Regions from separate parts of the Mus musculus genome. Here region 2 is linked to region 1. A link is a contact called in public HiChIP or PLAC-seq data. All regions are on one chromosome and are shown on one strand. Each heading gives the region's core, a stretch centred on a gene start, on an enhancer-like site or on the middle of the called end of the contact. The rest is flanking DNA. Distances are from core to core; before and after follow the strand shown.

Region 1 (6,511 bases), core at 1,116-3,615:
AGAGGAAGAGGAAGAGGAAGAGGAAGAGGAAGAGGAAGAGGAAGAGGAAGAGGAAGAGGAAGAGGAAGAGGAAGAGGAAGAGGAAGAGGAAGAGGAAGAGGAAGAGGAAGAGGAAGAGGAAGAAGAAGAAGAAGAAGAAGAAGAAGAAGAAGAAGAAGAAGAAGAAGAAGAAGAAGAAGAAGAAGAAGAAGAAGAAGAAGAAGAAGAAGAAAAGCAGAGCAGAAGCACATGGCCTGGAGAAACCGCAAGTTCTACGGGGTCTCATGTGGAAGATGGTAGTGTAGCAGTAGATCTGCCCAATCTAGGCTCACAGCATGTAATCATATTAATTGAGTTTTGTTTTCATTGCCAGGCATAATTGGGTTGGAGATTTACCGCAATAGAACCCTATGTCAAAACAACAACATAACAACAACAACATAACAATTTTGAGATTATTATCTGAAGAAAATGTAATATTTAAAAAGCTGAAGACAGCAAAGAAACACACTGTCAGTAGAGCTGTTTTATAACAGGCAGAGAGGCACTTCAGAACGGCAAGGCAGGGAGGCCTAAGCAAGACCTCCAGCTGCCATGTGCAGACGCCATGACGTCAGCCAGTTCTCTAGTTGTTCTAGATCTGCACTGTCCAGTACAGGAGACTACGAGCCATTTGTGACTATTAAGACTTGAAAAGTAGAAAATCGAGGTGTGCTTCAAGTGCAATGTATACACCAGGTTTGGGGCGTTTGGATTTGTTTTTGTTTTTGTTTTTGTTTTTGTTTTTTGAGACAATGTCTCACTGTGTGTCCTTGGCTGATCTGGAGTGCATTATGTAGACCAGGCTGGCCTCCATCTACCAAGCTCTGGGATTAAAAGCGTGTACCACCACATCTGGAAAATACATCACTTTTAAAGACCTTTTTATAAAAATAGAATTATGTCATTTATATTTCTCTGGGTATGTGATGAAACAGTTTTTACTATGCTATAAGTGAAATATTTGTTAAAATTAATTCCAACCTTAACCTCTTAATGTAGATACTAGAATATTTTAAATTTCATTCTTGGGGCTGAAGAGAAGAGCACTGGCTGCTCTTATAGAAGACAAGGTTTTAATTCCCAGCACCTATATGGTGGCTTATAAGCGTCTAAACCTTCAGTTCTGGCAGGACCCAATGCCTTCTTCTGGTTTCTGTATGTATCAGGCACACTAATGGTACAGGCATACATGCAGACAGAATGCACACACATACATTGTGCTGGCTGATTTTGTTGTTGTTGTTGTTGTTGTTTGTTTTTCGAGACAGGGTTTCTCTGTGTAGCCCTGGCTGTCCTGGAACTCACTCTGTAGACCAGGCTGGCCTCGAACTCAGAAATCTACCTGCCTCTGCCTCCCAAGTGCTGGGGTGCTGGCTGATTTTATGTCAACTTGACACAAGCTAGAGTTATCTGAGAGGAGGAACCCCCCCAACTGGGAAAATGCCTCCACAAGATCAGGCTGTAGGCAAGCCTGCAGGACATTTTTGTAATTAGGGATTGCTGGGGAAGGGCCCAGCCTATTATAGGTGGTGCCATCCTTTTGCTGGTGGTTCTAGGTTCTATAAGAAAGCAGGCTGAGCAAGCCACAAGGAGCGAGCCAGTAAGCAGCATCCCTCCAAGGCCTCTGCATCAGCTCCTGCCATGTTTAAGTTCCTGCCCTGACTATCCCTCAGTGATGGACTGTCACCTGAAAGTATAAGCTTAAATAAACCCTTTCCTCCCTCCCCAAGCTGCTTTGGTCATGATGTTTCATCCCAGCCATAGTAAGCCTAAGGAGGATATACATAATATAAAATAAAAACAGGCCTTAAAAACAAAATGATACCAGGCTCGATGCCTACACACTTTGGGGCTTTTCCTGTCTCAATCTCTCATCTCTCACACTCTGCCTGGCTCTTGCATGGATTCTGAGGGTTCAAACTCATGTCCTCATGTTTGCACAGCAAGCACTTTTACGCACTGAGCCTTCTTCCTGGCCCTCAATTTCTATCAGTGTGTACCCGGGATGAATGATGCCCCTCTCAATGTGAGTCTGACAATTGTAAAGCTGGCTAAATAGGAACTCTTTTCCATCATCAACCTAATTATCTTATAGTCTATTAAGGTTTTAATACTCTTTAGTACATTTACATATTAAAATAAAACTTTAAAAGCTCAGTAGACCTAATGTTCAAATGTGTATCCTGAATATGACCTTACACATGCTGAACTTGTCTTAGGACACCCAAAATGATGAATCAGCCATTCATTACAAGTTCATCAGACACTCCTAGGGATTGTGGCACTTCTGCTCAAAGGGAAATGAATGGTTGCTCAAACCAGTTCTTCCCTAAGGAGAATGAGGAGAACGGTGGTAGGGACATTCTTTGGAATGCAAAACAGAAATTGGGAGACTCCGCCCATCCTGCAGTTCCTTCCAGGATTAGTGTTTACTGGATACATTAAATAATCATGCAGGTAATTCACTCCACATGAACCACCCACACGGCTAATGAAACACTGTAGAAATACTGACTGCTGCTGCCTCGTTGCTTAGATCCCTCTAGACTTTGAAATAACGCAGTGTTTCTCTCCAGTGTTTATCATGCAAAGAGCACAGGCTATTGGATCAGATACAGCCTTTCAACTTAGCACCCACCACTAGCAGTAACTCTGGCTATGTTACTTAACCTTATCAAGGCTCCATTTCCTTGTCTGAAAAATGGAGGTGATAGTACCTGCACCCGAAGGTACTTAGGACTAAACGAGCCAAAGCATACAGATTGCCTAGTAAATACCCAGGGTGCTAATTTCCCCCATCGTACAGTAAACTAGTATAGAATGTGAGACCTGGATATGTCACTTAGAGATAACTAGTCCAACCCCCTGACCTCCACCAATGGGAACTGAGGTCTGTAAAAACCAACGGTAGAGAGTTAAAGGTAAATACGTAAAGTAAATCCCGGCAGGAGGATTTCTAACCCAGCATTCAGTGTTCTGCTTCATTTCCTCACTTCTGCTTTACTCTTGAATATTGATACCGTAACTGAATGTATTAAGGTTTTGGTTTTGTTCTTGGGAATAATACACTTTAAAGCATATTTCTAGGGGACAGGGAGATGACACAATGGGTACAGACAGCTACTGTCAAGTCTTGGGAACCTAAGTTCAATCCCTTGAACCCACATGGTGGAAGGAGAAAACCATCTCCTGCATGTTGTCCTCTGAGCTCCACATAGGTGCAATGGTACACACACACACACACACACACACACATACATACATACATACATACACACACACAGACACACACACACACACACACACACACACACACAGACACACATTAAGAAGTATATTTCTTTCAAATGTCGTTCCCTGGGGAAAAACAGATTTGACTAGAAACCATAGACATAAACTCATAAGATGACATGCCATGAGAGTGGAAACCAAACAGGGGGAGGGGGGAGGAAGGAGGAGCAAAGGGGTCTCTGAGTGTGTCTGGGAGGAACACTTGCAGAGCACCGGAGGTAGACTATGCTTAAAGTATATTACACACTTGCATGGAAATGGCCTTATGTAGCCCTATGCAACAGATAGATATATTTTCTAAACAAACTTCTACTGAAGCCTTTAAATTCCTTAGTGCCTCCAATGTCTAAGTCCTCGTGTTAGAATTAAACAGCATTTGAACAAGAAAGCTGAATCTAAAGGGGAAAAAAGTGTGAAGTGTGAGCCAAAGTAAATGGGGGCAGAAAGGGGGATCTGCATGGTTGTTCCTTCCCAACAAATGCCTGTGTGTCTCTCCCACTGCCTTGCAAGCCCCAGCATGAGCTGCAGGCTCCCATTCATCCCACTTTGGTCACCCTAGCACCCAGCCACTTTGAGATCTACTCCTTAGGGTCTCGGCACCTCAGCAATGCAGTCTGCCCTTCAAACTGTTTCCGTGTCTCTTCACCTTCAAAATGCCTGTCTTCTTCATGCTCCTGCCTGAAGACTGTTCTCGGGTGTCGTGTTTCATATCTGTATTTCACATAAGTCAGGAGCTCCAGGAAAGCTAGAACCCTCTCCCAGTTTCCTGCCTCTCTCCAGAGTCGCAGGGGTGTGGCTCACATTGAGCACCTGGTAACTACTGGGTAATTTCAAGTAATGGAGAGACAAACTAAGTATTTTTCTAAAACTTCTGCAGCTATAAACGTGTTTATATAATAAAGGCGTAAGAGTCACACCTCTGTCTTCGTAAATACTAAACTAGCTGAATTCATAGACAGGCATAAAAGCCAGAAGAGACATGTGGCTGCCTGGCACAAGGGGACAAGACATGGCCTGGTTCCAGGTGGCTGCCTGTTGCAAGGGGACATCCTAGTTCCGTGCTTGTCAGCTTTGCTTCTTTTAAACTTCTGCACAATGCTTCAGACAACTGACAGCTCCTTGGCTTGGCCCAGGGCAGTAATGATGACAGATGTAAACTTTCATGTCAGAATCTGTTTCAGGGGCACGATGTGTCTCTGTGGTTAAAGGTATTCACTGTTGAAGCCCGAGTCCAATCCCCAGATTCTCTATTGTAGGAAGGAACTGACTCCAGCAAGATACCCTTTCATATTCCTCCTTCTACCCACACTGCATAAATAAATGAATTACTATTCTCTCTTACACAACTATTTTATCGATGGCTTCTTTCCTATTCGCTGCCCACTGTGCCAACCCCAGAGCCAACCTAGTCACTGTGGGCTGTGTTCTTCATGTCCACAGTGAAAGGAAATCAAAGTCATGTTTAAATACATGCTTTACAGGAACTTGGAAAATCTCACAAGACTTCAGAAAAGCAAGAATGAAATAAATCAGCCTTCATGATCTCTCTATTTGCTCCTTCCCAAGTTGCTGGGGCACAGTGCCATTCAATCACAGTTTAAGAAAGGAAAGGTTCAGTTTGCTCAGTTTGAAGGCTCTTTGATACAAAGTAAATGTGCATAGAGCACAGCGATAAATGAGACAGCTGCTCATGGTACAGCGCAGTTCAGTTCGGAGGCAGAGAGCGATGGCTGCTGCTACCTTGCTTCTTTTTGCCATTTAGCCATCTTAACTGAGACTCTAGCCTATGCACGTGGAGGATGTGTCTTCCCACCTCTTTAACCCAATCTAGAAAGTCTCCCACAGACGTGCACAGAGGGCTGTCTCCTGGGTGGTTCTAGAGTCTTGTCAAATTGGTGAACGGTATCTAAGTATCACAGTCTCCAGCAGCAAAAGATACTGTGTCTGAAAGCAACATGTCAAAGGACATTTTTTAAATTCTTAGTAGCTGATAGTGAGTGAAGCGGACAGACCCACGGGTGCTTTTGAATAAGCACTATCTGCTCTTCAACCTCCTGAGCTAAACAACAAAAATGGTTGATTTCATAAGTGCACTTCAATAAAGAGTTCCTTCCCCCTTCTTTCTGGACCAGATCTGAAAAATCACAGAAATATCAAACTTCCTAGTTAGTGAAGAGTATTGAAAGCAGAGCAACTAAATTCAGTTGTACAAGCCCCTTGATTCACAAAAAGCTCTTACAGAAAAGCATACAGCTTGCATATGCTAAACAGCATACAGTCAATTTACAGGCAGTGTTTCTCAACCTGGGTCTCGACCCCAGTCTGGAGGTTCAATTGACCTTTTCAAAGGGGTCACCTAAGATCATCTGTGTATCAGATATCTGAATTACAACTCAAAATAAAAGGAAAATTACAGTTATGAAGTAGTGACGAAAATAATTTTATGCTTGGGAGTCACCACGACATGAGGAACGGTATCAAGGGGTCACAGCCTTAGGAAGGTTGAAAACCACTGAAGTAAAGGGCTCTTACTCTCAGAACTCACTAAGTACAAAACCTGTTTCAAAACAGGAATGAGTAAGACAGAAGTGGGAAGGATAGGCTCAGAGGACAGTACCTGGCCCCAAAACAGTGCCGAAGCTGAATGTGGGGGTGCACACCCGTGATTCCCAGCACATGAGAGCCAGAGACAGGAGAATCACCCCAAGTCTGAAGCCAGCCTGATCTACACAGTGAGCTCCAGCCCTACAACACGGCGGTATAGTGATACTCTGGCCCCAAACAAACAAAACAAAACAGAATAAAGGCCAAGGGCAAGTGTAAATCCCAGGCTTGCTCTAGGTGCATTTCAATTGAAAGGTACTTCAGCCATTTCTGCTGGTGCCAACGTTCTCAGAGGAACAAGGCTCTGTTACACCCAGGGCCTTGTCTTTTCATCCAGGCAGAAAGGACAATGAAGTCTGCTCCAGGTGACAAGAATCAGCTGAAACAAACCTGTGAACCAGATATCCTGAAGCATCTCCTGTCTAATCACACGGCCCAGGCATTTCATTACATAATTTGGAGAGGCGGCCTTGCCTGCAGGCGAAATGGAGAGGCCAAAACACTGCCTGTAAGGGAGACCATTGCAGAAATGCAGCTGATCCAAGCTTCCTTTATGAACATTCCAGACAGTCCTCAGATTAAACTTTTGCTACCT
Region 2 (6,511 bases), core at 1,711-4,210, 280 kb before region 1:
ATGAACGGCTCTCCTCTTCATCTCTATCATGGGAAGGAAACCACAGTCTGCACTCATGAAGACTTCAGATTTCAGGATCAAGGGATGTGTTTCTGAGAAAGGTCTGTGCATAGAAACCTTCCTTTCTGTCTTTAAAAGATCGAGGATAGTAGTGAACATGCACAGGTGCTAAAGTGCGTAAGACACACTGGAGCTTGAACAGAGAGCTCATTATCCCAGGAAATGGGTGAAGATGTGGAAGGGTAGCCTGGTGTCAGTGACCAGCACCCTGTGTGCCTGGATGTCCCTGAGTCTATGCTGGCGGTGGAGTCCTGACTGAAGCACAGGAATAAACGCAATAAACGCTCGTCATGTGACACCTGGATTTTGCCAGACCTAAGTACCTTGTGCAAAACTGGCTCTCTAATACAGTGTGTAAGCGATGCACATTTACTTGTTATATTTTTATTATTCAGCTAGCCAGTTGATTCAGTAGTTCAGAGCGCTGACCTCTCAAAGGATGAGCACGGCTGTCTCCTTTTCACCTTTGTCCCTTCCCATTCATGTTGGCTGTCTGATGACAGTCACCATTGTTAGTTTCTTCTGTATCTATTGATACATTGTATAGATATACATACAAGCCTACACAGTTAGACTTACACACTTCACTTCTGCACCTACCTTTTCTTCCTTTGAACATGTGCATTGCCGGGCTCTTTCCCTGTGGCTGTATTAAACGATTCATTCTTCCTTACATGTAAATACTACTAATTAGGGTGGCTGTACCATCTGTACAAGTCTCCTGAAGGTAGGCTGTCTCCAACTCTTGGCTATTACAAATGTTTGGTTGGATACCTGTAGACAGTGTCTCCCATATCTTTAAGTGGGCTATGACCCTATATGGAGACTCTGGGGCCAGGGGCACATGACTCCCTAGTAGGAAAAGATACCACCCAGCTGCCCTACGCGGAAGCTGCTGTTCACACTCCTCCTGCCATGTATGCAGAAGCTGCTGTTCACACTCCTCCTGCCATGTATGTAGAAGCTGCTGTTCACACTCCTCCTGTCATGTATGTAGAAGCCTCTTTTCCTTCCTCTGTGTGCATTTGTATCTCTAACAGGCTCTGGAATGCATCCCCTTGGTAACTTGGGAGCTAACTACATTCCCAGAGACTGTGCTCTCTAAATGGCTTACCACCTCAGACGGGGAAGCTAGCCTACTGGTTGAATGTGTCATTCTTGGGTCTAATATGTGGTCTTTTCAGGCTGACTCAATGTCTGTGCCACAGTAGTGTCTGTTTGTAAATGGGGACATTTAGCATTCTAACAGGAGCCTCTTGGTTTCTTGTGAGTGAGAGAGCATTGTGGGAATGAGTGCAGAAAAGCTCTCACAGAATACTGTCATATTAGATTCCAGCTGCTAGGGACACACCTTTTCCAGGACCCGCCACTTCTTACTAGGGAAGGAAGACTTTAGCTGTCTATAATCGATCCAAAGAGCCAAGAACCTGAGAAGGAACAATAGACCTGCTAGCAGATAAGCAAGGCTTGGAATTTTCACAGATCCTGGGAGAGGACAGGAGAGAAGACTGGGTCGGAATTACTGGGTGCTGACCAGCACTGTATATGCCAACTTCTTTAAATGGGAAAGCTGATGTTTTTGCCCAGTAATCTCCCCTCTTAAAAATCAAACCAGCCTCCCATTGCCTTTGGCAGCTGTTAGTCCTGGCACATTGTGTTGGTCATCTTACTCTCTGCTGCTTCTGTAGATTTCTCATAGTCCCCTCTGTAGCATATAGTTTTACTCTACCACCTTATCTCTGGGACTGTCGGGCTACCAGCCCCCACCCAGCATCCCTTTTGATTTACCAGCCTTTAGCTCTGGGAGGTTTCCACACTACCCTTGTCTTTTTCCCTCTTATCTCTGGTCTCTGTCTTAGTGCCACCAATATAAACCCCAGCCTTTACTAAACCAAGGGAACCTCCGCCTAAAAGCCCACAGTTCTGTAGCCAGGCAGGGGCTGCTCTAAGAGGCCCAGCCAGGAAGCCTTGGGACTGAACATTCCTCCCTCAGATAGGAGTAAGTGTGTCTTCTCTTTCCTCATCCCATAACCCCCCCTCCCATTCTCATTCACGTACACAACAGATGTGAGTGGCCCTGCCTGAGACGGAGAACTACACTCCGGCATTGGAATGCCCTGCCCTGGGTACGTCTTGGCCTTACATATCCCAGCAGGCTTCAGGCAGGTCTCATTGGCAAGCCTTGAATCTTTTCCAAGGCAGCTGCCATCCTAGCCCTGCTGATAATCTGCCCCAGGGAATGGTTCTTCCCAGGGCTTGCCTATCATCTCCTGGGGCAGGAAAGTGTCACTGGGGTCCTAGGTTGGGGCTATGTGTTGTGTACCTGTATGGCAAAGAAACTGGTGTTTTCTTAGGTCTACCAAGGTTTCAACTTGTTGTGATTGTTTTTTGTGAGAATGGCCTTGAACTAGCAGAGGGTGCTCTTGTAATAAGAATCCTCCTGTCTCCAACTCTTCTATGCTGATTTTGCAGGCATTCACTACCACTCCCTCTATGTAATAAAGTCTTACCTTTTGTTAATGAGACAAGACCCAAATCAAAGCTAAAGAAGAACATTAGGACCTGAGGTCCTATTGGAGCAAACCTGTTGTCTCAGGCCTCCTCCTCACACACAAAGCCAAGCGGGGCTGCCTGTCTCCCATTTCCAGGCCTTCTCTGCCTTCTCGGGCCTGGCTGGCTGGACAGCATGCCTCCCCCACATTGGGCTTTGCCAGTGGGTGGAACATACAGCACAACCCTTGTCACCTGTCACTGATGAGCGAGTTTAAAACACCTGCTGAAAGGAAAGAAATATGGAACAGATGGAGAGGGCCTCCAGCTGCTGCCAAGCAATTGGGACTGTCTTCAAGCCACTGTCTGACCCAGTCCTAGGAGTATTGTCAGTCCTGGGGCCAGAGGACTGGGAGGGGGAGGGGAAGCAGGGTGAGAGATTTCAGGAGAGTCATGGGAATTTTGCTTCTCTGTGTCAGCGCTTGGGTTGGTGGGATGATGGGGGATTTTCAGAAGGTTAAGGTTTTCATCGGCAAGGGAGGCACTGACACTCACCCCTCCTGGAGCACCTTCCTCAGAGCTCCTCACTTATGCCCGCGACAGACACTATCCACAGGGAAGGTGCTTTTGTTTTAACATGGGACCTGCATCGATAGCCACTTCCTAAGTCACGGTTTCTGTGGGTATCTGGCCACGGCTTAGAGCCTGGGCCTCACTGGGATCTGACCAAGGTTTGGACCGGAACTGTGTGTGTCATCAGAGACTAGGTGGGGTAAATCAATTTCTACTTCAACGCCAGCAAGGAAGCTTGGTCAGGTACATAAGCATGCGGGAGCACCTCTACACGGAGCCTTTTTTAGCCCCCTCTCCATCTCCCCGCCCTTCCTTTACTCTCCCTTTCTTACCCTCCTTCTCTTCAGCTCAGATGGGGGCTTCTGTAACCTAACCAGGGAGTGACTGCTGCCTTATTTCCTTGGGTAGAAGCAAGTCACAGTTGGATCTGCAAAGGCATGAACACCAGGGAGGCAGGAAGGCTTACTTTAGAACCCCCTCAGCTCCCACAGAGACAGGGCATGCGCCTATCAGTGATGTTCCAAAAGATCCTCAGGGGCAGCCCAACTTGTTATATAGATGCTCTCGGTATGTCTTGAAGTGGAGCAGTTCTTCTTTCTTCCCAGAATCCCAGTATCCTCTGGAGTCCTGGGTGGAAGGAAGGCTCAGTATTTTCCGCACCACAGCTTGCTTCCAGCTGTAGCTCTTCTCTGTTCTTCCAGAGTGTTGGTACCCCATCCTTAGTCTTATCTCCCCATCAGTAAGAATGCTTTCTAATGAGGCGTATCACTTATTAAATGATAATGTCCAGCCTTCTTCTTTAGGGATAGTCATTTAATTTTGTTTGTATGCAGATCTCAATAAATCACTGTCAGTGTTGTTAATGTGCATTCAAAGCAAAGAATATAATTTTAAAACAGACCCAGTTGGTCCTATGCTGCTTGCAAGTTTTTTAAGTTGTATGTGTATGTGTGAGTGCCTGCACATATGTATGTGTATTACACACATGGCTACTACCCATGGAGGTCAGAGAGCCATCGGATCCCCTGAAGGTGCAAGTGGTTGTAAGCCCCCATATGGGTGCTGGGAACTTAACCCAGGTTCCCTATAAGAACAGCGAAGTCTTCTAACCACTGAGTATGTCTCTAGTCCCTTGACATCAGTTTTGAGAAGAGAGGGAAATGAAGATCTCAGATGTGTTCAGAAAACCATGTCCGTAGCTATGTTTTTAAAAGATTATTTATTTACTTATTTATTTTTATGTATGTGAGCACACTGTCTCTGTCTTCAGACATGCCAGAAGAGGGCATCAGATCCCATTACAGATGGTTGTGAGCCACCTTGTGCTTGCTGGGAATTGAACTCAGGACCCCTGGAAGAGCAGCCAGTGCTCCTAACCACTGAGCCATCTCTCCAGCCCCTGTAGCTATGTTTAAAAAGTAGGGATGATTTAGCTTAGGGGCTAAGTACCCCTTTTTCTGTTTTCCCCTGAACTAAGAACTAAGGATTTATTAGTGAATCCCTGCAGAGATTAGAGTTCTTAACACAGTTAGTAGAAGGAAGTAAGTTGGGCTTTCCGTGGGAGCTGGCCTTGCCTTTATCTCCAGGCACGGGAGGGAGTAATATTCTGGGGAGTGGCAGGCCTGAGTGGGCCCTGGAGGCTGGGAGATGACAACCTGCTCTGGTGTCTTTTCCAGGTTTCTCTGAGCTGTGGAAGGGACTCGATAATGTAACTGGCTCTCCGGAAAGACCCGCGTGGCCCTGCGCTGAGCAAGATCTCCAAGACCCTGTCTCGTTTTTAGAGCCACTTGAGAAGAAATGATGTGACAATTCTTATGAAAAAGGACGTTTTGGAAGTGTAGGATACCCGTGCAGAAGGTCACTCTTTCCCTGGTCTGTGAAATAGACATTCTCAAATTCCAAAATGCCTGCCAAGACCCCAATTTACCTGAAAGCGGCTAACAACAAGAAGGGAAAGAAATTTAAACTGAGGGACATTCTGTCCCCTGATATGATCAGTCCTCCCCTGGGGGACTTTCGTCACACTATACACATCGGCAAAGAGGGCCAGCATGACGTCTTTGGGGATATTTCCTTTCTTCAAGGGAATTATGAGCTCTTGCCGGGAAACCAAGAGAAGGCACACTCTGGCCAGTTCCCGGGGCATAACGACTTCTTCCGGGCCAACAGCACCTCGGACTCAATGTTCACAGAAACACCCTCCCCGGTGCTCAAAAATGCCATCTCCCTCCCCACCATTGGGGGATCCCAGGCTCTGATGCTGCCCTTATTGTCCCCAGTGACATTTCATTCCAAACAGGAGTCCTTTGGGCGTCCTAAGTTGCCAAGGCTCAGCTGTGAGCCTGTCATGGAAGAGAAAGTTCAGGAGCAAAGTAGTCTGTTAGAGAATGGGGCAGTCCACCAGGGAGACACCTCGTGGGGCTCCAGTGGTTCCGGGTCTCAGTCCAGCCAGGGCCGCGACAGCCACTCCTCCAGCCTGTCGGAACAGTCCTCCGACTGGCCCGCGGACGACATGTTTGAGCATCCTGCCTCCTGTGAGCTTGTGAAGTCAAAGACTAAATCAGAAGAGTCCTTCTCTGACCTGACCGGCTCCCTGCTCTCCCTGCAGTTGGATCTTGGGCCTTCACTTTTGGATGAAGTCCTGAATGTCATGGATAAAAATAAGTAGCCAGGAGTCAGCTCTTTTTCTTGGGAGTAAGAGGTACCAAAATAAGCAGAAAACAAAAAAATCAACTAACCACAGCTGATGGAAAGAGCTGCTCTGACTGTTTTTATTTGCAGCCATGTGATGCATTTTCTAAAATAACGCTCCTGTTCCTACAAAATATTTTTTTAACCATCATGCCCTGTTTGCAAAAATTTTGAAAACAATAATTTTTAAAAATTAAAAAAAACAAAACAAAACAAAAAAACCTGTTCTGGCAAAAAAGAAAAAAAAAGAAAAGAAAAAGGAGGAAGTGAGTCAGAGCTCATTTTCAACAGGCATTGCTGATGCTCATACATGCTCAGTTTTGTTTGTAGACATGCAGAAATCCAGGCTGTCTAAGAGGGCTGGGTCCATGGGTCTCTCCAAGGCAATTCATTGCATGTTATGAGAAGGAAACTTACTTATTTGGCACCTACGCCTTTTTTTCCTAGCCTTTTTTGTATATTGTATCTTTTGGGTTCACCACAGCGAAGTCTCCAGCGTTATGATTTTACTCTTTGCATATTCGAGCAACCTTACAGGATTTGGGATTTTTTTTCCTTGTGGTTTTTATATATCCCTGTATATTATTTCCATGTTGCAAAAGTTTGACTGTCAGCTACATGTTGGTTAAAAACAAGCAAGGTATTACTGTAACTAAGTTATTTTTAAAGTTGAAATATATTTTTATGTGCCTTTGGC

Evidence for each region. HiChIP or PLAC-seq counts read pairs in DNA pulled down with a chosen protein or histone mark.
Region 2: a contact with region 1 is called in an H3K27ac HiChIP or PLAC-seq map of embryonic stem cells, with 5 read pairs. The contact joins two enhancer-like sites. A contact is called at or near these places in 2 of 39 promoter capture datasets (cranial neural crest and embryonic stem cells), 1 of 484 Hi-C or Micro-C datasets (nephron progenitors), 3 of 115 datasets of contacts at active chromatin or transcription factors (all in embryonic stem cells) and 2 of 9 other capture datasets (macrophages and pancreatic islet).

Annotation. Positions count from the first base shown.
Region 1 is chr17:79,056,320-79,062,830 of GRCm38.p6, reverse strand. The region is part of intron 1 of Qpct (glutaminyl-peptide cyclotransferase (glutaminyl cyclase)); the gene reads right to left. Among named protein-coding and RNA genes, the nearest start is that of Qpct, 7.7 kb to the right of the region's middle. Within about 2 kb of position 2,365, at least 2 of the 459 cell types and tissues checked have an H3K27ac peak or open chromatin away from gene starts, as enhancers often do. A contact at or near this core is called in embryonic stem cells, where this site is marked.
Region 2 is chr17:79,334,005-79,340,515 of GRCm38.p6, reverse strand. Cdc42ep3 (CDC42 effector protein (Rho GTPase binding) 3) reads left to right here. Exons shown (of 2, transcript NM_026514.3): 2 at 4,800-6,511. The coding sequence starts at 5,027. The coding sequence ends at 5,791. Among named protein-coding and RNA genes, the nearest start is that of Gm17315, 17 kb to the left of the region's middle. Within about 2 kb of position 2,960, at least 17 of the 459 cell types and tissues checked have an H3K27ac peak or open chromatin away from gene starts, as enhancers often do. A contact at or near this core is called in embryonic stem cells, where this site is marked.